4 separate regions of the Sus scrofa genome follow, and all the other regions are linked to region 2. A link is a contact called in public HiChIP or PLAC-seq and promoter capture Hi-C data. All regions are on one chromosome and are shown on one strand. The core of a region is the stretch at or near the end of the contact, and the rest is flanking DNA. Distances in the headings are between cores, read along the strand shown.

The links. Promoter capture Hi-C pulls out the DNA fragments that hold promoters and counts their contacts. HiChIP or PLAC-seq counts read pairs in DNA pulled down with a chosen protein or histone mark.
Region 1: a promoter capture Hi-C map of fetal liver shows a contact between it and region 2, with 4 times the contacts expected there. The contact joins the promoter of SLC38A7 here to the promoter of SETD6 in region 2. A contact is called at or near these places in 2 of 5 promoter capture datasets (fetal liver and liver) and 1 of 2 datasets of contacts at active chromatin or transcription factors (skeletal muscle).
Region 3: an H3K27ac HiChIP or PLAC-seq map of alveolar macrophages shows a contact between it and region 2. The contact joins the promoter of CSNK2A2 here to the promoter of SETD6 in region 2. A contact is called at or near these places in 1 of 47 Hi-C or Micro-C datasets (epiblast stem cells) and 1 of 2 datasets of contacts at active chromatin or transcription factors (alveolar macrophages).
Region 4: an H3K27ac HiChIP or PLAC-seq map of alveolar macrophages shows a contact between it and region 2. The contact joins the enhancer-like site here to the promoter of SETD6 in region 2. A contact is called at or near these places in 2 of 5 promoter capture datasets (fetal liver and liver), 5 of 47 Hi-C or Micro-C datasets (embryonic fibroblasts, fetal liver, heart right ventricle and 2 more) and 2 of 2 datasets of contacts at active chromatin or transcription factors (alveolar macrophages and skeletal muscle).

The regions. Positions count from the first base shown.
Region 1 is chr6:20,396,828-20,403,417 of Sscrofa11.1, reverse strand. It overlaps SLC38A7 (putative sodium-coupled neutral amino acid transporter 7), which reads left to right and starts at 1,685. Exons shown (of 13, transcript XM_021097090.1): 1 at 1,685-1,756; 2 at 2,344-2,469; 3 at 4,037-4,458; 4 at 5,446-5,644; 5 at 5,845-5,989. The coding sequence starts at 4,189.
Region 2 is chr6:20,264,800-20,271,686 of Sscrofa11.1, reverse strand. It overlaps SETD6 (N-lysine methyltransferase SETD6), which reads right to left and starts at 5,147. Exons shown (of 11, transcript XM_003355790.5): 1 at 5,071-5,147; 2 at 4,806-4,854; 3 at 4,766-4,803; 4 at 4,615-4,675; 5 at 4,532-4,612; 6 at 4,311-4,452; 7 at 3,992-4,186; 8 at 3,746-3,863; 9 at 2,451-2,631; 10 at 2,146-2,288; 11 at 978-1,550. The coding sequence starts at 5,097. The coding sequence ends at 1,245. It overlaps NDRG4 (protein NDRG4), which reads right to left. Exons shown (of 17, transcript XM_021093970.1): 17 at 6,106-6,887. It overlaps CNOT1 (CCR4-NOT transcription complex subunit 1), which reads left to right. Exons shown (of 49, transcript XM_021093957.1): 49 at 1-94.
Region 3 is chr6:20,015,061-20,021,611 of Sscrofa11.1, reverse strand. CSNK2A2 (casein kinase II subunit alpha') reads left to right here and starts at 4,888. Exons shown (of 12, transcript XM_021093948.1): 1 at 4,888-4,991; 2 at 5,778-5,889. The coding sequence starts at 4,888.
Region 4 is chr6:20,446,078-20,452,486 of Sscrofa11.1, reverse strand. No RefSeq gene overlaps it. Among named protein-coding and RNA genes, the nearest start is that of GOT2, 17 kb to the right of the region's middle. Within about 2 kb of position 2,561, at least 11 of the 83 cell types and tissues checked have an H3K27ac peak or open chromatin away from gene starts, as enhancers often do. A contact at or near this core is called in alveolar macrophages, fetal liver and liver, where this site is marked.

The DNA.
Region 1 (6,590 bases), core at 436-2,935, 140 kb before region 2:
TCACTTCACACCCACTAGGATGGCTATAATCAAAGATATATTAAGGGTTATCAAGGATATGGAGAAACTGGAACCCTCATACACTTCTGGTCAGAAGGTAAAATGGTACAACTACTTTGAAACAGTGGCACTTCCTCAAAAGGTTAAACCAGGTCGAGTTTCCACTTGACTCAGCAATTCTACCTCTGCAATTCTATGTATATACCCAAAATTGAACCCCCTGCTGACTCAGCAGGTTAAGGATCTGGTGATGTCACTGCCATGGATCTGATTACTGCTGTGACACAGGTTTGATCCCTGGCCCAGGAACTTCTGCGTGCTGGCATGCTGTGAGCAAAGCCTACACACACACACACACGCCCACACATACACACACACACACTGATGTACACAACAACTTGCATGAGTCTCTGGGCAATTATGCTTGTTGAAAATAGCCAATCTTAAGAGGTTACAACTGTAGAATTCCATTTATATAACATTTTTTGAAATGACAGACTTTTAGAAATGGAGAACAGATTAGTGGTTGCAGAGACTTACAGAAGGAAAGCCTTGCTGGAGGGAGGTGAGTGGTTATAAAAAGGCAGTAGGAGGGATCCTTGTGTTGGAAAGGTCTGGAATCCTGAATGTGGTGATTTATAAACCCTCCCCATGATTAAGCTGAATAGAAGTAAACACACACCAAAAAATGACTTCAAATAGAACTGAGGAAATTCGAATATGATCAGTGGATTGTGTCATCAATATCCTGGTTGTGATATGGTACTATGGTTTTGCAAAATGTCACCACTGAGGGAAACTGGGTAACCAATACGAGGCTCTCATCAGCAAGGACCTTTGATGCATGAAGAGGTAGGTGGAATGGAGAGCAGGTTCTCCTAACATAGATGAGGACATTGGAATGCTAGTGACTATGTGACAGCTTGCAAGTGGCACACAGTCACAAACAGAAGCCAGGGCTATGGACACCCATTCATTCAACCAATACTTAATTATATGAGTGACATCAGTGCCTCAGTGTTCAAGAATCTAGGCCCTGGGGTTAAGGCCATGAGCAACACTCAAACCAACCACAGCTCAAGGAGGTAAAAATGGCCCCTCACTGTCCTCAGTGAAAAAGTCCAGGGTCAGCAGTTCCCGTTGTGGCGCAGTGCTTAACGAATCCGACTAGGAACCATGAGGTTGCGGGTTCGGTCCCTGCCCTTGCTCAGTGGGTTAACGATCCGGCGTTGCCCCGTTAGCTGTGGTGTAGGTTGCAGACGCGGCTCGGATCCCGCATTGCTGTGGCTCTGGCATAGGCCGGTGGCTGCAGCTCCGACTGGACCCCTAGCCTGGGAACCTCCATATGCCGCGGGAGCGGCCCAAGAAATAGCAAAAAGACAAAAAAAAAAAAAAGTCCAGGGTCAGAGCTGTGGGTGCGAAGACAAGGGAAACAAAGGAGGATTAATGAGGCCAAAGATCTATGGCCCATGGCATCCAGACTGGCAAAATCATCAATTGCTCTTCCTAGGAGTAGGAAGGAGTGTGTGATTTGGCCAAGGGGCCAGGACTAAAAGTAACCGGATAAACACCGGCGGGCAGGCTGCCAGGCTGATTCGGAACAGTGCCATCCCCTCGGGCATAAGGAAGCTGGTGTCCAAGATTGACACCTGCAGAAAACTACAACTCCCAGCATGTCCCGCGGCCCACCCAAGGCCAGAGTCATGTGACCGCTGCTCACGTGTCGCTGCAGCCGGCCGGGCTTGAGGCACCGCAGGTAAGTGACAGGAGGTACAGGTTGGTGAAGGGTGGAAATATTAGGTCCCGGGGTCCCCAGGGCCCCCACTGAGGAAAAGCCCTGCCCACACCCTCAGGACTCCGCAGCCCGGTGTCCTCCGCCACACGCCCGCGCTTGGTCGGACTGGCCCCACCTAGTCTCCTTAATCACTCCTAGGCCGGATCAAGCCCCGAAGCCCCTCCCTAGTTTACCCGACAGCAACCCACTCGCCTCGGGCCTGTAGATCGTCCCTGCCCTGGGTGCGCGCTGACCCACTCCCAATGAGCCCACTCCTCATATTTCTGGGATCCAGTCCCAGGCTGGCCTGGCAACCTGCTCCAGTTGGGGTCTGAGGGGGCCTACCGCAATGGTTAAGCCCCTGGCCTGGGCACGTGGGCGTTAGGCTTCTGTCTCTGGCTCTGCGGTCTAGTCCCTGTGACATTAGTCTAGACTCTTTCCTTCCATGGGCATGTTCTGAGCTGCTGTTCCATTCTGTGAGTTAAAACGCCTCAGTTCCCCTCACTCCGCTCACCAGCACAGAAACAGCTCAGCCCCTTCTCACTGTTGACAGCAGATTTTCTGTGAAGTTTTAAGAAAGAAGACATCGGGGGCCGGAGAGAGAAGTAAGGAGACTCAGATCCCAAATCTTTGGGGAGAAGGAGGTGTAAAGAGCAGCTCTCCCTCCACCACAGCCAGACAGGTGGAAAGAGCAGGTAAGCTGGGTACGGTGGTGTGGGGGTAATATGCAGCGAAGGGGAGCTGAGAAATCTTGGGCTAATGTGGAGACCTCTGTGTCTTCGACATGAGCAGGAAGACATGGTCTCACAGCTTCAGTAAGCACTAACTTTGCAGAGCTCTCTGTGGGGCTACCCTGGAAGCTGGAAGCCCCAAACTGCGTCCACTACTCACTGGTTTTTTGCTGAGTTGCTGACTGGGTGGCAGGTTGCGTAAGAGGAAGCCCTGCGGCATCTGACTGGTCTTTCTGGACTTGGAGTCAAAGAGGAGACACTTCCCCTGGAGCTGTGTCCCTTGGTTGCATGCTTGGTGACAGATGTCTGAAAGCACCTAAACTCCCCCTTTCCCCTCTACTGAGTATGAGGCTCCAAACTTTGTTCAAGCAGTGGGACTCACTAGCCATTCTAAACCCATCAGTGTGCTGAGGGCACGGGAAGGGATGCTTCTGTGATGGGCAATGGTTAGGTCAGTCATGTGGGAGAAGAGTAAGAACTGCCCTGAATTTTTTTTTCATTAAAGCAAAAATAAAACCTTTTTGGAGTTCCCGTTGTGGCACAGTGGAAACGAATCCAACTAGTAACCATGAGGTTGTGGATTTGATCCCTGGCCTCGATCAATGGGTTAAGGATCTGGCATTGCTCTGAGCTGCAGTGTAGGTCGAAGACACAGCTTGGATCCTGTGATGCTGTGGCTGTGGCGTAGGCCGGCGGCTACAGCTCTGATAAGACCCTTAGCCTGGGAACCTCCATATGCCATGAATGCAGCCCTAAAAAGCAAAAAACAAAAAACAAACCAATAAAAAAAAACTTTTCATTGGAGCCCAAACATGGGTTATTCATATATTTGGCTTTCTTTGTTATCTTCTTTACTTAGCAGTCTTCTGAGGGGATGTTTCTATTGTATCATATGTGGAAATTAATTGCTAAATGTAGAACAAAAATAATCCTGAGTGGCACATGAATTTTCAAGTCATTTCACAGAGAAGCAGACAGAATTGGCCTGGATTTTGAAGGGCCTTGAAAGCTCCATAGAATTTAGATTCTGGGTGGGAGCGAGAGATGCTGGACTGTAAGAAATTGAAATATCCACGGTTCTGGGTGAGGACTGTTCTTGGAATCCTGTGGTATGGAAACAAGCTGGGAAGCCAGACAGATCTGGATCTAAATCCTGCTCTCCACCTTGCCTGCTGTGTGACCCTGGATGAGTGATTCGATCTCTCTGAACCTTATGACCACTGTCATAAGGAATAAATGCGATAAGATATGTCCATGACCCTCCAGACCGAGCGTGGCTCTAGTGCCAATGTGTTAATGCCCCCTCTTCTGTGTTTATGTCTTATTTACCTGATAGGTCTGTAAGCCTGAAGCAGGCAGGAGTTGCATCTGACCTATTTCTGTCTCTGCCATCTCACACCATGGCACCCAATGCATTGTTCTGCACAGAAGCTCCCCGAGGTGTAGATCTCAGCCATCTGAGCTGGGGGACATTGTTTCACCTTTCCGTGCCCATCCTGTGATAACAGTAGTACCTGCCTTTCCCATCTAGGTTGAGGAGATCCATAGCCCACAGGCCTCCTAGGATCGAAGCCCCAAACAGTCTGGTGTCACCCTGAAGCTGAAGGTGTTCCCTCAGCTCCCCAGGAGATGTGGCCGTGAGACAGAACCCAGAGACCCTGCAGGAAGAGGACTTCCAGGGCCATGGCCCAGGTCAGCATCAACAATGACCCTGGCGAGTGGGGCTTAAGCACGGACTCCGGGGAGCGTGCCCGTCTCCTGCAGAGTCCCTCTGTGGACATAGTCCCCAAGAATGAGGGGGAGACCTCTCCTGGGGGTCTGGACAGAGGCACCACTTCCACACTTGGAGCCGTCTTCATCGTTGTCAATGCCTGCCTGGGCGCCGGGCTGCTCAACTTCCCAGCAGCCTTCAGCACTGCTGGAGGCGTGGCAGCTGGCATCGTGCTGCAGATGGTGAGTGCGCAGACCGGGAGGGCAGAGGTGCAGTTCAGGTGGTGAGTCTGGGCTCTTTGCCTCAAAAGGGAGACTTTGGATCAGGGATGGTCAGTCCGTGACACACCCCTCTCCCTTCTGTCACACGTGGCAGACATCACTAATCTATTGCAGCATTCTTTCCTCTGAGGCCAGACGAGGCTTCAGAAGCCTTTCTAACAGTCAGGGAAGTTTGGACATCACCTGCCTATTTAATAATTTTGTGATTGTGTTTAAAAAGCAGGCCTATACCTTTTAGAACTACCTAATGAAATCCTGACTGATGAAATGATATAGTAGATTTTATTTTGTTCAAAATAATCCAGATTGGGAAAGGGCATAGATGAAAAAAGATTGGCTATGAATTGATGGGGTTTTTTTTGTTTTGTTTTGTTTGTTTTTTGGGTGCACCTGCGGCATGTGGAAGTTTCCAGGCAAGGGATCGAACCCGTGCCGCAGTTGTGGCTTGTGCCACAGCTACAGCCACACCAGATCCTTAACCTGCTGTACCACAAGGGAACTTTCATGAACTGATGATTTTTTTTTTTTTTTTTAGTGAGACAAATACGTGTTTATTAAGAGAGAAGAGAGAGAAGATAGATGTGGAGGAAGCACAGGCATGCTCCAGTGGTGAGGGGGGAGCAGAGGGAAAGCGGGGAGCAACAGAGAGAGAGAAAGAGCAGGAGAGGAAGAGTGGATTGATGTTTATGAAGTTGACTGGTGGGTTCTAAAGGGTCCATTATACCATTCTGTCTACTTTTGTGTATGTCTGAAATTTTCCTCAAAACTTTTGTTCTTGAAGAAAATCTCAGCTCAGCAGCCTCCAGTAATCTATTAACACTGCCCTGCAAAATGAGGCTCATTTGCCAGATCGGCTTTGGGCGCTGGCCCAGTAAATGCCGAGCAAGACCAGGCTGCTCTTTGCTGCCAGGCCTTTCCTACACCCTCCTGCTCTGCCCCTGCCTGCAGGCCATGCTGGTTTTCATCATTAGCGGCCTCGTCATCTTGGCCTACTGCTCCCAGGCCAGCAATGAGAGGACCTACCAGGAAGTGGTGTGGGCTGTGTGTGGCAAGCTGACGGGCGTGCTGTGTGAGGTGGCCATTGCCGTCTACACCTTTGGGACCTGCATTGCCTTCCTCATCATCATTGGGGACCAGCAGGACAAGAGTGAGGTCCCCCCTTACCACCTACCTCCTCCCGCCCCCTCGGCCCCAGGGTCCCTGGGGTGGGAGGGAAAGAGCATGAAACATCTGCCCAAGACCTAGCATTCATCTGGGGGTCCTCCCTCCTGGCTGCTGGGCCTCTTAGACAGAGGGCCTCACCCTGTAGTGGCCTGGCATCATGTTCCCTCCTTCCTCCCTGTGCAGTTATAGCCGTGATGGCAAAGGAGCCTGAGGGGGCCGGCGGCAGCCCCTGGTACACAGACCGCAAGTTCACCATCAGCCTCACTGCCTTCCTCTTCATCCTGCCCCTTTCCATCCCCAGGGAGATCGGCTTCCAGAAATATGCCAGGTTCGGAGGCCCCACCCCAGCCTGCGCTGGACAGAGGCTATGATCACAGGCAGCTGGAGACCCAAGGGCTGCTGGGGAACCCCCCCTCCTCCATGCCACCCTCCCTCCTGGGGGCGGCAAGAGTGGGCAAGGCAGGGCAGACCAGGGCTGGCAAGGGTTCTGGCATAAGACCTTCTTCTTGTGTCAGCGGCAAGGGAGACAGTGGCTCTTTGCGTCAGTGCGAGATTCATTTGCAAGTGTCCTTGTCAGAGAAGGGACAGGGATATCAAGAATGCGAAGGCAGTCTCCCAGCCTGGGCTTTGTCTTTCCCACAGAGGATGGGACTTCTGATCATTTGGGATTGTCAGCCTGGCAAGATTTTCCATACACCTTGGTATGAAAGGAAGACACTAGCTTCCAGCCCCAGAGTCTGAAAAGCTGTGGGATTCTAAGCTGTTTCCTGTGATCCATAATGGAAGGGGCCACACTCAGTGTCCCCAAGGTCCCCTTCAGTGTTGACATTCCAGTGTTGTGCCTTCAACTCTTTTACCTCCCGCATCTCTTCCTTCTCAAAGGCCCTGCTCGCAGCTCTCGCCAGGCCTGAGCTGCTTTGATTGAAGTA
Region 2 (6,887 bases), core at 3,898-6,397:
TATTTTTTAGGCTTTCTAGTTCTTGGGCTTTAGCTTCCCTACTTCCTGTATGTGTATGCATACTGTAGTCAAATTATTAAAGTCATGACACACACACATGAGTCCACCGTGCCTTTCTCAGTAGCAGCCAGTGCTGGTGGTGAGGAGGAAAGTGGACAGCCCAGCCTTCCCACTGGGGCCTTTGGGAAACACCAACTTTTCCTGAAGGGTAGCTTTTCCCACTACCAACCAATCTGGCATATTTAAACAAGGAAGTGACTGCAAAGTATTTTCCTTTCCAACAGTTAAAAATAATTGGAGCAGGTTTGTAAATGGGTAAACAATTTCAAAAGTGCTCCCTTAAAAAAATATCCTTTACCCTCAAAATTTTTAAAAAGTATAAAGTACGTATTTAAAAAACGTAAAATACGTACTTTATAACTTAACCCACTTGTAATATACCTTACCTTTCATGACAAGTTTTATGGCTAAAGAGGACAGAAAGGTTCAAGACAAAATGGAAGAAATCTGGAGTTCCCACTGTTGGTGCAGTGGGTTAAGAACCTGACTACAGTTGCTTAGGCTGCTATGGAGACATGGGTTTGATCCCTGGTCTGGTGCAGGGTTAAGGATCTGGCATGGCCAACAGCTGTGGCATAGTCTGCAGCCGTAGATTCAATCCCCGGCCCAGGAATTTCATATTTTGTGGGTACAGCCAAAAATAAAAATGAAAATACAAACCTTACATGGGGGCTTGACGGTCATTGGTGTCTTAAGGGCGAGTTGTGCCGTCTACGCTGCTATGGAATTAAGACAATTGCTCAGAGTCCCAGTAACAGCTTTTTAAAGCCTCCAGCAGGAAAAAGTTTTGGAAAGTGACTTGCTCAAAAGGCAGACTTGGATTTGAACCATGTTTTTTTAAATGGAACTGACCACCACACTCAAGGTAAAGGGTGTCAAAACCCATGTTGTTAAATACTAGACAACAACAAAACCCATCACTGTTCAAACTGAGAATAAAACAGCTATAAAACTTATTAGTAGTCTTAGTAACAACAGACAGTGATTCCTACGTCTACTGCTCCCGACCCTTAAGCACATCACTCTTACCTTGGAGTTCTTCCCAGACAACAACTTTGCTACTTTTCCTTTTGGCATTTAATACAAAAAGCAAAGCAAAAGGCCCTAATTTTTCTTCGCATCACTGAGTATCAGCTTAGATTATAAAGTTCTTCTGGATGCTTCTTCAGGCAACAGCAAAGCTGCTAACTTGTCAGTTCCAACAACTGGTGTAAGATCATCTTCTGACCATAACGAACCTGTAAGGCTTGCTGTTCCCTCCAGCTTAGTTTGGCGTAGACCTCTTTATTACTGATTAAGTCTTGCTCACTTTTCAAGTCTGTGGCATAGGATTGCAGGGTTAACAAAACACTGTTCCGAAGAAGCTGTCTCCATGATGCTCTGAGTTTGGGAATGTTTGTGATTGTCAGACTGTCTTCTTCCCTTTTATCATCTCCCCATCCATCCTGGTCTTTAAACTCTCTGAACTCCTCAGCAGGCATACACAGTACCTAGAAACAACCATGGGACCCTTTAAATAGGACATAATAGAGAAGCCAGCGTAGTTATTCCTGCTATGGTGCACTGGGTTAATGCAGCAACTGGGGTCACTGCTGGTTTGAGCCCTGGCCCAGCACTATGGGTTAAACGATCTGGCATTGCCGCAGCTATGGCTCAGATTTGATCCTTGGCCTGGAAACTTGCACATGCTGTTGGTGAGGCCATTTTTTTAGGGCCACACCTGTGGCATATGGAAGTTCTCAGGCCAGGGGTCTAATCACGGCTACAGCTGCTAGGCTATACCATGGCCACAGCAACTCAGGACCTGAGCCTCGTCTGCGACTTAAACCACAGCTCACAGGAATGGCTGATCCTTAACCCACTGAGCAAGGTCAGGGATTGAACCCGAGTCCTGATGGATACTAGTGGACTTCCTTTCCGCTGAGCCACAACGGCAACTCCTGGGTGTGGCCATTTAAAAAAGAAAGGAAGCCAGTTTCTCCTGGTAGCACTTAAGTGTCCTCTCCCTCCATCCCACCTTTCCTCTCATCTGGCTCTAAATACTTTAGCCATTTTGAGCATTAAACAGCATTCTGAGCCCTTTACCTTGAGTGTGGTAGTCAGTTCCTCTTCGGTCAGCACTTCCTCCCGCCCAATCACAAAGGCTCCCTCTTCCCCTACCATCTCCAGTTTGCATAAGAAATCCCAGCGTTCATACAGTAGGAGCCGTTCAGCTTCAATTTTGGTTCCTGTACGTAGAAAAGCATGAGTGTGAAAGTCTCATGCCCAAGAGCTTATTTCTCCTTAGTCTACCACTTCCTCTACAAAAAAAGGGGCAACTGCTATTTAGCAGAGCAGCTGGGGCAGGGATGGAGACACATTAGACTAGTGTCCAGTGTCTAATCACTCACCTTGTAATGCTGCTTCACGAACTGTCACCATCTGAATATCAGCTGTGTCATCCTTGTTGTCAGGATATGGTTCAACAAAACCGTACATGTGGATCAGTTGCCAATTAGCCATTTGCCCATAAGTGTTGAAAATCTCATGGCCTTTAGGAATGGACTGAGTGGCCACCATCCGGAGACAATTCTGGGGTGGAAGGGAGAAGCTGGGGCCAGGCCCTTCCCAGGCCAGCCCCACGAAGATTACTTCCCTCTTTAGAAAAGCCTCCAGCAGGTATATATAGTTCAGCAATGAGACTGAGACTATACCTACCAACATTCTACTGTAATTCCTGTTAAGATCCTGTACTGTAGAATGAGAGGGGTGAGGCTTATAAAGGTCAAAGGTCAGACCAAAGTTCTGGTAGGTGAAATCTATTCACGCACCTCCAGCACTAAAAGGCTGCTAGCTATAAAACAATTAGGAGTTCCCATTGTGGCAATTAATATCCATGAGGATGTGGGTTCGATCCCTGGCCTCACTCAGTGGGTTAAAGAATCTGGCGGTGCATGAACTGCATGTAGGTCACAGATGCAGCTCAAATCTGGCGTTGCTGTGGCTTGTGAAGGCCTGCAGCTCCAGTTCCACCCCTAGCCTGGGAACTTCCATATGCCTCAGGGCAGCCTTTAAAAAAAATTTTTTTTCCCCCAACACAAAGTACACACAGCAAGTGAAGACAAGGATTTAAAAATAACAGCTATTTCCTAATTTTTAATTCCTAAACTCAGATCTTTCATTAACTTTCCATTTAGCAGACAACTGATAGAAACACAGCCCTGGTGGAGGTTCCCTGTGGCATAGTGGGTTAATCTGGCCTTGTCACAGTGGCTAGGGTTGCATGCTATGGTGCAGATTTAATCCCTGGCCCAGAAAAAAATAAACACAGCCCTGATATCTTAAACTTCTGACTTAAAACACACCCTCTCTTCCTGAGAAGTACTGACACTAGCTGTTCCAGACTGCTGTCCAGAGGGCCTCAAAACAATCTTGGCTTACTGGCACTGCACAAAACAACCAGCATCAAATGATGGTGTATTGTTTATCAGAGGCTTAACCCCAACTGTCTTTGAGATGTTCTGTGTTCAGATGCTCTCAAAGTACACAGAGGAGGAGCTAATTTCACCTACCCATTTTTAGCATGAGAATGGAGCCCATTTAGTTTAGCTCAACTGCCAGGTCAGCATAAGCAGCACACTGGTTTTGCATCAAATGCCCAATCATCAATGCACGCAAGAACAAGAACTGGGAGGTATCCACTCACTGGAGAATACTCTAGATTGGCATTGTGATTGGCTAAGTGGTTTAGTATGTCTGCAGCAGGCACCATCAAAGGGGAGTTTGGTTCCTTTTCATCTTCTTCCTCCAGTGGTTCCTGAAAGCTGCCACAGAGAGAACTTTGCTAAAGCCCAGTGCAGGGGTGAGAGACCAGCTGGGGTTCACTGTTCTGTCCCCTCTCCTCCCTCAATAAAGTTCTAAAGTGGTTCTTTTCAAGGTTCTGCTCACTGACCTGTAGGCCATCACAAGAGCCACAAGCTGGTGGTAGAGTTCCAGAGAGCGAACCCTGGGGCTGAAAAGATCAGGGTGGGCTTCCATGAAGGGCAGCACGATGGAATAATACTCGCTGCGGATGTTGGCCAAGTCCTTCTCCACGGCCTCAGGTACGCCTGTGCCCTGCAGCAATCGCCGACGCTCCTCCTCTGGCCTGCAGTGACACCCCCACCCAGGTTCTTCATACACTAGCAGCTTGGGAACCTCGTTCCAAGGGCAGGGTGATTCCAGCCAGGTTACGGTTCTGGCGCTCCCCGGATCTCCCCTACGGCTCTCACCAGAACATGGGGTGCTCCAAGCGGCCCAGCTCGGGCCAGAGCGCAAAGTAGGGACTCCAGGGCGAGGCCGGGGCCTGCAGCTCATGGAGCAACGCCAGCAGCAGCGGCACCCAGCCCGACTGGCTCTGCAGCGCGCCTCGCTCTGAAGGAAACACAGAAATCAGGGCCCTGGCCGGCCCCTCTGGCCCGCCTCGGTGTCCTACCCAAGCCAGCGTGCCCACCTCGCTCCAGCAGGCCGCTGATGGAGCAGGTGTGCTGTGACAGAACTGCGGCCCGCGGCACCACGAACAGCAGCTCCCCGGCTGCACGCTCTCCCGGGCCACCATGCCGTAGCCGGCCACCGTGCCTTGCCGGCTCACCGCCACCTGAACAGGGGGAGCGACGGGTCAGAACTGGCCCGCGGCCCCGTCGCGCCCGCCTCCACCTCGCCACCCCCGCCCGCCCGCTCCACTCACCTTGGGGCTCAGCTCCAGGCCCACCCGCCGGCACCAATCAGGAAGCCGGCCACCGGGGCCGGGTCGTCGCCGCCTGCAGGCCCCGCCACCTGAGATAAGCAAGCGCAGTGGCGTGGACCGGCCAAGGAGAGCTCGCTGGGGGCAGAGGAGCCGGCGACGCGCGCGGAGGAAAGGGCTGGGGTTGGGGGAGGGGCTGCGGAGAGGCGGCAAAGGACCCGCCGCAGGGCGCGGAGCCGAGTCCGGGCCAGCGCTGCCGGCGAAGCGCGGTGAGGAAAGGTTGGCTCGCGCCCCCAGCCGCGACTTACCCGCCGGCGCTTCGCCCGAGTCGCCATGGTCCGCGAGCGCTCGCCCCAGCGACCCCTACACCCGCGCGGGCGCTTCCGGCGTACGGGGGGGAGGGGCAAGGAGGCCTTTCTGGGGCGGGGCCTATGTCTCCGCCCCTGGACCACGTGACGTTCGTCTCGGCTTCCAAGCAGAAGATGAATTAGGGTTTGCACCTGGTCACATCATTCCTGCTGAGAACGTCCTTGAGGCCAGGTGTCCCCAGTTGGGTTCAGAAAAAGTGCGGCCAGGTGCAGATAGATCTGTCCCCTTGCCGCCTTGAGACTGGTCTGAGCCAAGCACAACCCTTCCCCTTTTCGGTCTCTGAAAGCTGAGACGCTTCGGGGTAGAAGGCGGGTTTGAAGCGCAAAATCTGATTTCTGGATGAGACGCTAAAGCCTCGCGGCTGGCTGGCTGGCTGTGAGCGCACTCAGGTGGGCAGCCCCCTCCCTTCCTGATCTCTATGCATTTTTACTCAGTCCTTTTATTTGCTCAGTTAGAGCAGTTTGCACATGTGTTTCGGAGTGGTGTGGACAGGGCTCCCAGAGCTAGAATAGACCTACATAGCACATGGGGGGGATACTTTTATTTACATGCTTTTTTATAAACTCAATATCCATTTATTGGGTAAATGGCTGGGAGGATGAATCAGAAATGGTAAACATGGGGAAACAGCATGCCATTAAATTTTTTAAAATGGTGCAGCGAATATAGACGTTACAGGCCTCAGTTTTGAAGTCAAATAATGCCAAGGCCAACTCCCAGCTTGGCTTCTTATGAGGAGTAAATTCAGTTTTCTCAGCTGTGAAATGAAGATAATAATATCCTGTGGAATTAGTGCAGGGATTGGTAAAATAATGTGAAGAGATCTAGAAATACAGAGATGGTTGGGAAATGCCTGTCTTCCCTCTCTGAACGTTCCTCCCCACTTAAAACCCAAGAAGCACCAGCCTCATCAGCCTAAGATTCTGCCCACCTGGAAAGCTTCCCATGATGGGCACAGCATCACCATACTCAAATTCTTCTTAGTTTCTTTATTAGGTTTTCAGCACAGTTAACTCTTTCTATGTTGACAAGGGTTTTTGTTTTACATTTTGTCATCTCAAAGTCTCATGACATCAAGCCACCAGAAAACACAAAAGTAGGCTTTGTACAGAGAGGAAAATAATAAATTCCATTAAAATTTCACTTTGACCAAAGAAGAGACAACTTCCGATGGAAAACCACAGGCAGGAGGACTCAATATACATATGTATATATATATATAATGTATAGATATTTATAGATATCTCATCTGAAAGAACACAGAAAAAAAACAAAAAAAACAAAACCAAAACGAAACCCAAGATTCACAGCGCTATCTACATACAGTAAGAGGGATTAATTCTACCAGCTCTTCAAACTGTCACATTCGCTATTCAGAGGAAGCACGTGAGTGAATAGAACTGGGGACGCACTAACACTCCACTGGGCTCTAGAAGAGTCTAGAGTAATGGCTTAAGATTCTAGTAGGGGGTGATGTATGCAGAGGAAATGTGGATGCACGTGTCCCTCGGCTCCAGAGCACCCCCCATCCCCCCCCCCCCCACAGCCCTGCATTTTTAACTGCTCTCTCCTCTTCTTTTTACTCACTTTGGGGGTTGTGGCAATTGATTTAGGCCCAGAGACAAATGGTTTCTGGGCCAGGAGATTCTAAGTGAGTGAACGGGAAGAATATGGCCCGGCCCTGGGCATCAGGGGGCAGGAGGGGGCTGGGATGTGCGGGGAATCTGCCTGGCCCTTGTTCCCTTCAGGAAACTTC
Region 3 (6,551 bases), core at 3,639-6,138, 250 kb after region 2:
AAGAACATCTTTGGGTCTTTTGAGGGATATATTGAATCCGAAGTAGGTTAAGAGGAGTTGCCTGGAGGCCTAGCGATTAAGGACTCGGCCTTGTCACTGCTCTGGCTTGGGTTCGATCCCTGGCCTGTGAACTTCCACATGCTGCAGGTGCGGCCCCCCAAAAAAGAAAAAGAAAAAGCAAGAAAAGAAGTGGGTTAAGAAATAGACCTGGTGGTCAGAAAGACCGGAGTTCAAATCGAAGCTCTGCTTCAGTTATCCATGTCATTGGAGTCTTGGTTTCTGCAACTGCAAAAAGTGGATCTTTACCACAGCTTCAATATCACTGGCTTTTTTTTAAAATTTAATTTAATTTAATTTAATTTAATTTAATTTTATTTTATTTTATTTTTTTCCCACTGTACAGCAAGGGGGTCAGGTTATCCTTACATGTATACATTACAATTACATTTTTTCCCCCATCACTGGCTTTTTAAACAGCTTTCTTGAGATATAATTCACATACCACACAATCCACTCCATACGGGGTTGAATTCAGTGGCTTTTAGCCTGAGGGTTTTTGCAGGATTCAATGATATTGAACACACACACTGTTACTACTCTGGATAATTCTTTGATCATAATTTTCATTCTTTTCTTGGACTAGGTTCTTAGAACCAGTAATATAGTATAACAGCATGTAACAGCCTCAAATATTGTGGAAATAGGCCTTGTGAAGATAGAAGTTGTTCTTGCAAGGGTTTTTTATGGGGCGGGGAGAGTTCGGAGAGTTATTTTTTAGTATTTGGATAGAATTGTGGGGCATAGGAGGAGTTGGTATGAAATTGTTGGGTGAGTTGACTCAGGACGCCCTCTTTCCTTCTCCCTTGTGTAACCCTGAATTATGCTCACCCCAAACCCACACACACAGAGCAACTAGGGGAAGTCATTCTGGTTCACTGAATGGCCCTGGCATGTCTCCCACCCCTGAAGAGCCACTGGACTGCCCCTCTCCATATCCATCCAGTGAGAGTTGCATTGGCACCATCTCTGGTAGCCCATCTTAATTCACACCAAGCACATTGCATGGCAAACTGGCAGGAAGGAGAGGAGGTGGGTCTCCACCAAGTCTACGGGGTGTCCGATCTACCTACTAAGAAACCACAAAGGCATACTCCATTTGGCCGTGGGAGGACTGACTGCAGATTTCATGGCCGAGTTAGCAAAGTGTCAGGCAAACCCAAGAGCATGTTGCACCAGAGCGATGTGTGGGTGAATCCTCAGGCATCCCAGCAGGCGTGGGAGCAGGTTACATGAGATGGGTGTGGGTTTGCTAGTGAGGAATGAGAGGAAGGTGCAGGGAGGGTGGGTGGGGTCAGAGGTGGGCGAGGGTGGAGGTGAGGAATGGGGCCCCAGCTGGGGTTGGACCTAGTAGTTAGACCAGTAGTTTGGAACCATTTTTGGGTCATGGCCTCATTTGGGAATCTGATGAATGCTAAGATTTCCTGCACACGCACACACGCACGCACACACGCACACACGCACACACACACACACACACACCCCAACCCATAAATCTTGCACACAGTGTCAGGAGTTCCATCAACCTAAAAAGCTCATCCAGGGGCTCAGGATTAAAAACCTCCGGTCTAGACTAGTTCACAGGGACTTGTCACAAAGAAATCCAAAGGCTGCATTAAGAATTTGAGAACATTTGTTTTTTTGTGTGTGTGACAGAGATTTGGGGAGTTTTGCAGGTTTGGGAATTAAATTCCAAGGCCCACTTATTCTATAAATGGTTTTTTCTTCCAATTTTTATTTTGAGAAATTTCAAAGTACCAAAAAATTGCAAGCTCACATAGTCTTTAATCACATTCCCCAAGTGTCAACATTTCTCCTGAATCTCTCCCCTCTCCCCGTTCGTGCTTGTGCTCTCAGGAACTTATGTCTCTCTGCAGAACCGTTTGAAAGTTGCAGATATTATGATACTTCATCCCCAAACATTTGGCATGTAATTTCCAAGATCAAGAAAGTTTCTTGCCTAAACACAATATAATCCTCTCACTCATAAAACTGAACATCGATACTTTGATACTTTTATGTATTCAAGTTTCCCAAGTAGCCCCAATACGGTGTCCTTTTATCTGCATTCTTTCTCCTTCCCTTCCTCCCTCTCTCCTTCCTTTCCTTCCTCCCTCTCTCATCGGGGATTGAATCCAGAATTATACACTTTATTTAAAATAGTTACATCTCTCAGTCTCCTTTAATCAAGAGCACTACTCCAGAGGTTTTTTGGGTTTCTTTCTTTTTTTTTTTTAGAGTCCAGGCTAGCTGTTTTGCAGAAAGCTCCCCAGTTTTGATTTGTCTGATTAGATTCAAGTTAAGGTTTGGCGGCAGATGTTGTGTCCTTTCTTGGTGCAGCACATCAGAGGGTCCCTTGGTCCTTTACTGGATGATGTCAAGTGTGATTCAGGATTAGAGTGATGACCTCCAGGTTCCCCTTTGTAATTAACACGTGCTCTGTAGGGTAACACTGTATTCATTGAAAGCCTTGAGCTGTGGCAAGTGCAGGGTGAGCCAGTGGTGAGCACCTACCTAGACTCAGTTTTTGCTCTTATGCTGTTTTTACAGTGGAGGAAATAGACAATAACCTAAGAAACAAATAATTACAAGATATGCAATTTTCTGAAGAATGTGGATGGGTGTTGAGCACTATCAACTCTAATATTTAAAATGAACTTAAAGCACTGGGAACTATATCTAGTCACTTATGATGGAGCTTGATAATTTATGTGTGCCTGGGTTGCTGTACAGTAGAAAATTGACAGAACACTGTAAACCACGTATAATGGAAAAAAAATCATTAAAAAATAATAAAATGGGAGTTCCCGTCGTGGCGCAGTGGTTAACGACTCCAACTAGGAACCATGAGGTTTTAGGTTCGGTCCCTGCCCTTGCTCGGGGGGTTAGGGACCCGGCGTTGCCGTGAGCTGTGGTGTAGGTTGCAGATGTGGCTCGGATCCTGCGTTGCTGTGGCTCTGACGTAGGCCAGCAGATACAGCTCCAATTAGACCCCTAGCCTGGGAACCTCCATATGCCATGCGAGCGGCCCAATAAATGGCAAAAAAAAAATAAATAAATAAATAAAATGAACTTAAAAGTGAGACTTGGAGAGGAAAAAGGAGTCAGGCAGAGAAAAATGGAACTGGAGGGGGTAGAGGTGATGTCGGCCAAACTTGGAGGGTAGAAAAAACTGAAAGACGGGCATCTCAAGGAGAGCAATGTGTAGGGAAAGGCCCTGGTCAGATAATAATCATATTGAGCACTCAGTATCTGCTAGACACTGTTCTAAGTGTTTTTCATGGTTTATTTTGTCTAATCTGCTCCATAGTCGTGTGAGGTAGGTGCCATTACTGCTTTTATTTTGTAAAATCCACAGCATAGAGAGGTTAAGTTATTGGCCCAAGGTAACACAGCTTGTAAGTAGCAGAGCTGGCATTCAAACACGGAAGGATCTAGCTTCAGAGTTTGTTCTCTTAATTGTATCAAGAAGGAGGAAGCAGGGCCTCACCTAGAAAACAGAATATGAAAAAGGATTGGATTCAAAGCAACCCAGGCTGAGTGATTAAAAAATGTGGGATGGAAAAGCAAGACCAAAGAAAGGCCCAGAACATCAAGGAGAGAAGAGTGTTCAGGGCTAGAAGGCAACCTAATAAAATAGGCCAAAGTTTGGTTGGCCACCCCACCCTCAGTCCATACCCAACTCCTAGCCTGTCCCTTCAAGGCAGGACTCTCACAATTCTCCTGCTCTCTGTCCTCCCAAACCAAACCAAGGTATTTCTATGGTCTCAAAGTGTCTCCACACATTTTGCTTATTAATTACAAAGGGAAAAATAGGAACTTTACAGTGAGTAACTTGGCTGACTCCAACTTAACCAAGTGAGGATATGAACATAAAGAGAGTTCTTAGGGAAGGTTCTGGAAGGATATTTTGGGGAAAATGTAAGATAAGGGTTTTGTGGATGAAGAGAGAAGGGGAAGTCTGGAGGTTCAAGAGTCTGTGGGTGGCAGGGGAGAGTCTATCAGGGAAGATGGGCTGTCTCTGGGAGGGGTGGGGAAATCAGGAGTTGGAGAGGTTCTGAGTGAAAAGAGCAAGTTTCATGAGGGAGGGACTTGATGGGAACAGTTTGGGTGACAAAAGTGTCACAGCAGGGTCGGTATGAGAGGTCTGGTGGTGAAACTCTGGATGACGAAAGGGTAGAGAGCTTTGGGGTAGGGGGTCTCTAGGAGAGTCCTGGAAGAGTAGGCGAGGGGGCAAGGCTCTAGGACAGCAGCCTGTGGGCGGGGAGGCCCTGTGATGAGCGCTTTCTGCCAGACCAAGGATGGGTAGATTTGGAAGGGGATCCTGGAGGGGCGGGGTCAGGGGCGGGACCAGGCCGGCGGGCGGGTCCCCCCGCGCTGCAGGGGGCGCTGTGAGGCTGGGCGGCCCCGGGCCGGGCGTCGGCCGCTCCTAGTGAGCGCGGCCCCTTTTCCGGGTTTCCTCCTCCTCCTTCTTCGCCGCCGCTGCCGCTGCCCCTTTCCCGGCCGGCGGCTGCCGCTGCTGGTGCCGCCGACGCCGCCGCCGCCGCCTCGGGGCCGCGAGCCGAGCGGAGGCCGCCGCGGAGCGCGAGCGCCATCCGCCCCGCCGTCCCGCCGGCAGCTCCAGGGCCCGGCCGGCTTGGCCGGCGCCCCCCGCGCCCCCAGCCCGCCCGCCCCCGCGGGCCCGGCCTGGCGCGGCCGCCCGCCGCTGCGCTCCTCCTCCTCCTCCGGCGGCCCGCGGCCCGCCGCCTCCTCCGCCCGCCGCCCCGCGCCCCCCGTCGCGCCGCCGCCGCCGCCCTCGGCGCCCCGCGACGCCCCCCGGTCCCGCCCGCCATGCCGGGCCCGGCCGCGGGCAGCAGGGCCCGGGTCTACGCCGAGGTGAACAGCCTGAGGAGCCGCGAGTACTGGGACTATGAGTCTCACGTCCCGAGCTGGGGGTAAAGCCGCCGCCGCCCCCCGCCGGGCCCTCTCACTCCCACCCCCGCCCGGCCGTCCCCCCACCCCCCGCGCAAACCGCACTTGTCCCCCGCTGTCTATCTCCTCGCCTGCCCCTTTGCTGGGCCTGCGCTTCTCCGGTCTGGGGTGGGAGGTCCACTCCCCCCACCAGTGCCCTCGTCTTCCTCTCCTCCCTTCCGCTTCTCCCTCCCCGTTGTGCGTACCCCTTACCCCAGGGTATACTTCCTTACAAGTGTAGGGGTCCAGGGACCAGAGCCCGGTGGGAGTAAGGGAGCAGCCTTTCCTTTTACGCTTTGGGGTTTCTATTGGGGTGGGAAGTCAGCAGCTGTCCTCTTGAGCTATTAAAATTCTTTGCTTTTCTATTTTTTTGAAATGAGGATGGGTGGGAGGAAATTTTTTAAGGATGTCCAGATTCGCAAGGCAGGCGGTGTCTACCTTCTGGGTGTGCAATAGAAGGCAGGTGCTGGGCGGAGGGGCACCTCTGGGCCTCCGGGATGGATGCTTTGCTCACCTCTAGATTGAGTCAGACCCGTGCCTTCCACCTTATCTCCCCTAAGTTATGAGGGACCAATTAGGTTAGGAACTGCGTCTAGTGCGAGGAGCCAAGTTTATGTTGTGGCTTTCATTTAGGGAATGAGTTGTGGCATGATGTGTAGACACTTCCAAGTGCTTGATTAATGGAAGCGCCTGGATGGGGTGTGTAGTGGGCATAGGCTTGGTTAATCCTAAGTCCTGCCATTTATATTTGTCGCTCTTGGCTTTCACAGTAATCAAGATGATTACCAGCTGGTTCGAAAACTTGGTCGGGGAAAGTATAGTGAAGTATTTGAGGCCATTAACATCACCAACAACGAGAGAGTGGTTGTAAAAATTCTCAAGGTGAGTGTCTTATGAGCGGCGTTAAAGTTTCTTTTTCACAGGTCAGAAGGATATGAACTATTTCAGCCACATTCTCCAATGAGCAGTTTGAGCTCTCATTTTGCATCTGTTCTGTCTGATGTCCCTCTCCTACTCCTCCCACCTCATTTTCCTGTGAACTTTCAAGAAAATCTGCAGAAATAGGCAGACCTGTTTCAACTCTAAGTGTGATGGTTCAGGAACATGCTTGTTCTGAAATGTAATTAAAGGCTTCCAAAGTGAAACTTCCAAAGGGGCTCCATTTATTAGAAAATAAATAGGCATTCAGAAGCAAAAAGAGCCTTTTCATGAAGATCCTATCAACGCAAAGGCTCCTCAAGTACTGTATATGTTATTCCAGAAAGTTGTAAAAAAGTAGCTTCAAGGATGCATTTGAAACCTGAGTGGAGGGAACCACTCCTGTGGAAAAATGACTTGTTTTTTCCTTCTTGGTGTTAAAAGTTTCAGGTAAGATGGATATAGTGAGCCAGTAGTGCCAGGAAGATTCATTGTTGCTTATCAGCTAGTAAACGTGAAGTTGGGTTGTTTTGAATTAAAGCAAAACAACCTGTCTAGTTTATAGAACCCTGAATTTGTTAAAGATACCTTTTGTCATCTCTTGAAGGAAGGCTTGATCTTGATGA
Region 4 (6,409 bases), core at 1,312-3,811, 180 kb before region 2:
CTTACAATTAGTATTTAAGTTTCTTCTGTATCTTTTCGGGGCTTGATACATCATTTGTTTTTAGCCTTGACTAATATTCTATTGTTTAAATATATCCTAGTTTATTCATTCAGCTACTTAAAGACATCTTGGCTGCTTCCAAGTTTTGTCAATTATAAATAAAGCTACTATAAACATGTGAGTATAGGCTTTTGTGTGGACATAAGTTTTCAATTCCTTTAAGTAAATGCCAAGTAGCACAACTGCTGGTTTGTATGGTAAGAGTATGTTTAGTTTTGTAAGAAACTACTAACTGTCTTCCAAAGTGGCTGTAACATTTTACATTCCCACCAGCAATGAGAGTTCCTACTGCTCCATATCCTTGTTAGCATTTGTACTGTCTGTTTTCTAGATTTTAGCCATTCCAATAGGTGTGTAGTAGTTTCTTACTGTAGTTTTTATATGCATTTTCCTGATGATAGATGATGTGGGACATCTTTTAATATGCTTTTAACTATATGTATATCTGCTTTGAAGAGGTGTCTCTTAAAGTCTTTGGCCCATTTTTTAACTGGGTTGTTTGTATTCTTACTGTTGAGTTTTAGGAGTTCGTTTCATATTTTGGACAACAGTCCTTTATCAGATATTTATTTTGAAATATTTTCTCCCTGTAGATGGTTTATCTTTTTATTCTCTTGACACTGTCTTTTATAGAGCACAAGTTTTTAATTTTAATGAAGTTTATCTTGGACTGTACCCTTGGTGTTGTGTCAAAAGTCATCACCAAGCTCAAAGTCATCTAGATTTTCTCCTACAGTCTTGCATTTTACATATAGATCTGTGATCCATTTTGAGCTATTTTTGGGAAGAGTGTAAGGTCTGTGTATAGAATCTTTTTGTGTGTGTGTGTGTGTGTGTGTGTGCATGTGTAAGTCCATTTGTGCTAGCGCCATTTGTTGAAAAGATTATCTTTGTTCCACGGTATTACTTTTGCTTCTTTTTCAAAGATAAGTAAACTATATTTATGTGGGCATATTTTAAGGTTTCTATTCTGTTCCGCTGATTAGTTTGTCTATTCTTTCACCATCTTGTTTACTTAAGATTACTTTACAGTAATCTTAAAGTTGTTAGGGTAGTATTTGTTGATATTCACAAAATAACTTTCTGGGATTTTGATTGGGATTGCATTGAATCTATAGATCAAATTGAAGAAGTGACATCTTAAGAATACTGATTCTTACCACTCATTTTTTTTTTTAATTTAAGTACCTATAAGGGCTTTCTTTCTTTCACTTAAAATGTGTCCTCTGGACAAGCAGCACTGGCGTCAGCTAGGAACTCATGAGAAATGTAGACTCAAATAGCCCACACCACTTAGAAGTATGCGGCTGGGGAGACTGAAGTTGTCAGGGATCAATTTGTGAGCAGGAACAAAATTTGAAAGAGGCCAACATCAATAATGAAGGCAGTGAAATCTTATAGGATCTTGAAGTTTGTTTTTCTTTTGCTCGTTGTTCATATAATTGATACAATTATGAGGATTTCCATAAGTTATTATTTCTTTGTACTGATGAGATTGTGTTCTTATAGTGAGAGGAATGCTCTAATTTATTGTGCATTTGTAAAACCCTTCTACTGGTAATACAATGAGTTTCCTTTTACTTTGCTATTTTGCAAGACCTGTAAAATTGCTACATGATATTTTAGATGTTGTACATATGAATTAGTATTTCATGATGTCTCCAGACAATTGATTTAGCTCTGACTTTTCTTTCAGATTTGAGATTCTAGTTTCATATACTCACATGTCTCAAATATTTAAAACAAAGCAAAAGCAACAAAGACAATCATCCTTATTCCACAAAATATCAATGAGAAAAACTGAAGCTTCCAAGAAATGAAGGAATAAGTAGTACCTAAGAATGAAGCAAGTTTCCCCTTTGTTTTCTATCTCAAAATCCTGTTTCTTCCCTTTATGATGTTCACTAAATATGCAATTGTTATTTTCTTTTAAAAATTTTTGCCTTTCTTACCAGAATGCATATTCAAAGAGGTTTTGTGCTCTTTCTACTTTATTCATGATTGTATCCTGGACTTAGGTCATAGTAGGCACTTAACAAGTATGGTTTCATTGAGTTTAATATTTTAAACATAAAATTACCTTTATTAATATTTACCACTAGAGGGCATCTTCCTTCCACTTTACAATACTAGTTCTAGTCCTTGTTCTGTTTTTTAATTAGAGCTATTGAGCACACTTTATTAACCTGTAGAGATAAAATATTTCAATCTATCATATCAAAGTATTAAGAGCATAAATTCTTTATGGTACATATTATATTAAAATACATATATTAAAAAAAAAAGATTTTGTTTTTGTTTTCCACTTGCCCTCAGTCAGTAGAAAGACGTCATTTCACTGCTAAAAGGCTGCAGAGAGAAAGGACTGAGACTGAAATTCTGGAACTCATCAACTTTGGCAAAGTCACGACGGGATAAGTTGCCCCTGCAGTGGTACGGTCCCCAGGGTCACACGGACCCAGTGGTTTAAGCCACTAGGAACAGAGAATAACAGTTCCTCACATCTGCGGTTGCTCTGAGAGCAGGAACTAACATGACTCACAAAGTGTGGTCATAAAAGACCACGTATTAGTATTGAACGATTCCATCTGCAGGGAAAGATCCAGAAGAGGCAAATCTATAAAGACAGGAAGTAGATGAACGGTTACCTAGTACTGTGAGGGGTGAGGGGAAACGGAGGGCAGTTACTGAAGACACAGGGTTTCTTTCTTTTTGTTTTTTCTTTTTTTTGTTTTTGTTTTTGTTTGTACTTTTCTAGGGCCGCACCCATGACACATGGAGGTTCCCAGGCTAGGGGTCTAATCAGAGCTGTAGCCACCGGCCGACGCCAGAGCCACAGTAACACCAGATCCAAGCCGCGTCTATAACCTACACCACAGCTCACGGCAACGCCGGATCCTTAACCCACTGAGCAAGGCCAAGGATCAAACCTGAGCCCTCATGGATACTAGTCGGGTTCGTTAACCACTGAGCCAGGACGGGAACTCCAGACACAAAATTTCTTGGGGGGATGATAAAGACATTCAAAAATTGCACAACCAAGGAGTTCCTGTCGTGGCACAGAGGAAACGAATCCGACTAGGAACCATGAGGTTGGGGGTTCAATCCCTGGCCTCACTCAGTGGGTTAAGGATCCGGTGTTGCTGTGAACTGTGGTGTAGGTCACAGATGCAGCTCTGCAGATCTGGCCGTTGCTTCAGCTGTGGCACAGGCTGGTAGCTGTAGCTCCAATGAGACCCCTAGCCTGGGAACCTCCATATGCCAAGGGTGCGGCCCCAAAAAGACAAAAAAAAAAAAATTGTGCAACCAAGCAGGACCCTATGGGGCCTCCCCAGGATAGGACCCCCCCCATGTCCTCCACCTGCCTTTGTTTGTAGAAAAACTTTAGCCTCCTAGGCCTTCCCCCCCAGTGCCAAAGAATAAATTCAGAGAAGTAAAAAAGTACAGAAACAAAGGAAAACAGTCAAGCAAAACAAAATAATAATAGCTTAGCCATTAAACAAAATAAAGGACATTTAGTTCCTCCTCTAGGTACTGTAGATAATATTCTGAGTCACGCCCTTTGAGCTGTTTTGCAAACACTGAAACCTCAGCAGGTGGAAGAAGTTCACTATAGGCAGACCCCTGACCTGGTGGAGCCAGAAGGTTTATGATATTGACTCCTGATGACCTCACCACCAGCCAAACACATGAACGTCCACAAGCTGATCACACACACTGCAACCCTCTCCCTCACTGTCTAAACACTCACCGTCTAAACACTCACCGCCTTATCCTCTACCCCACTGTCTTGGGGAATCTCTCTAATGTAATCTGAATAAATCGGGGTTCGCAGTGCCCATCTCAGCTTGGTATGGCATTCAAGAAAACATACCCCACTTTAAATTACTTTAACATTCACTTGTCTTTTTTTTTTTTTTTTTTTTTTTTGCTTTTTAGGGCACTCGAGGCATATGGAGGTTCCCAGGCCAGGGATCAAATAAGAGCTGTTGCTGCTGGCCTACACCACAGCCACAGCAACGCCAGATCCAAGCCACATCTGTGACCTACACCCCAGCTCATGGCAACACCAGATCCTTAACCCACTGAGCAAGGCCAAGGATCAAACCTACGTCCTCATGGATGCTAGTCAGACTCGTTAACTGCTGAGCCACAGTGGGAACTCCTTCCTCACTGTCTTTAAAAACCACTCCCTGAAAGCCCTGGGGAATGTGGGCTTAGCTTACCTGCCTGGACTTCTTGCTCAGTGCCCTGCAATAAACACTGCACTTCCCTTCATCGCAAGCCAGTGTCAGTAGACGGACTTACTGCATGTGCACAAGCGGACCCTAGTTTGGTTTGGTAACAATTGTGGTGATGGTTATAAAACTCTGAATACACTAAAAATCATTGAATTGTACTCTTTAAATTGGGGAATATATGGTATATAAATGATGTCTCAATAAAGCCATTCCAAAAAACACTAAGCTAAATTAAAGCATAAACTCTCTTCATGCAAAACCTGTCCTTTGGTGGCTGGCTGGCAACCATCCTCTCATCTAACCTTTATGTTCAGAAAATCTTTTCAAAATCAAGAGGAGATTTATTCCCAGGGTAAAAACAAGTATAATAAATGCCTTCTGGAGTTCCCGTCGTGGCACAGTGGTTAACGAATCCGACTAGGAACCATGAGGTTGCAGGTTCAATCCCTGGCCTTGCTCAGTGGGTTAACGAGCCGGCGTTGCTGTGAGCTGTGGTGTAGGTTGCAGACGCGGCTCGGATCCTGCGTTGCTGTGGCTCTGGCGTAGGCCGGTGGCTACAGCTCCGATTCAACCCCTAGCCTGGGAACCTCCATATGCCGTGGGAGCGGCCCAAGAAATAGCAACAACAACAACAACAAAAAAGACAAAAAAAATAAAAATAAAAATAAATGCCTTCTGCTTCCTAATTATGTCCTTTTTTAAAGTATTATTTAATCCAAAGGGAGCATCTACAGAAATGCAGGTGAAAAATCCAATAAGTTCCGATAACTATCAACTGGAATTTACATTATCCAATTAATCTCAATGCTGGCAAAAACCACTCCTTTGTTTTGTTTTGTGGGGAGAAGTAAAATCTCTTGAGAGTGGCAGGAATGAAGACCTGTTCTTCAATGCACTTTGTGTTTGGTTAGTGAGACTGCAATGACACATCCCCGAGCCTCGGGCTGAGTGTTTTGCTAAAATAGGAAAAAATCAGAGTTCCCGTTGTGGCTCAGTGGTTAATGAACCCAATTAGTATCCATGAGGATGCAGGTTGGATCCCTGGCCTCACTCAGTGGGTTAAGGATCTGGTGTTGCTGTGAGCTGTGATGTAGGTCAAAGATGTGGCTTGGATCTGGCATTGCTGTGGCTGTGGTATAGGTCGTCAGCTACAGCTCTGATTCAATCCCTAGCCTGGGACCCTCCATCTGCCGCAGGTACGGCACTAAAAAGACAACAAAAAAAAGGAAAGAAAGAATCCCTCAGGGATACACAAGTCTGGGGTGGTACTTATGCTACAAGATGGGCTTCATCACTAGAATTATCTTTCTAACAAAGACAAATTACCTCCTAAGTTGTATAAGACCCTAAAGAATTAGACGACTGAATCTAAAGTCTGGCTAAGACTTGAGCTGAGATTCAGCAGGATGGCACCTGCCAGGAGACCCCTCTTGGCTGGTCTGCACAAAGGTGAGCAATGGCAGCCGTGATGGCACGTACTCCTCGAGGGACTGTCACACACCACGGTCTCATGTGATACACTCCACAGTCACTGCCGGGGAATAATTTAATTACATTTATTTGCAGATGCTGAAACTGCAGCTCAGGAGTTCCCATCATGGCTCAACAGTTAATGGATCTGACTAGTAACTGTGAGGAAGCAGGTTCGATCCCTGGCCTTGCTCAGTGGGTTAAAGATCCAGCATTGCCATGAGCTGTGGTGTAGGTGGCAGATGCGGCTCGGATCCCACATTGCTGTGGCTGTGGTGCAGGCCAGCGGCTACAGCCCCGATTTGACCCCTAGCCTGGGAACTTCCACATGCCACGGGTGTGGCCCTAAAAAAAGAAAAGAAAAGAAAAAAGAAAAGGAAAAAGAAAAGAAAGGAAAGGAAAGGAAAGGAAAGGAAAGGAAAGGAAAGGAAAAGAAAAAAGAAAAGAAAAGAAAAGAAAACGAAACTGTGGCTCAGAAACATCAGAATCACATAGTGGACGGGGCTTAGCCTTTTGTAGACAGAGCTCTTCGTTCAAATGCTTTAGTCCAACTTCTCAGCTCTATGACTTATGGCAAATTTTTAAGCCTGAGTTTCAATCTCTTCATCTTTATAGTGAAAATAAGAATGCCTCTCTCA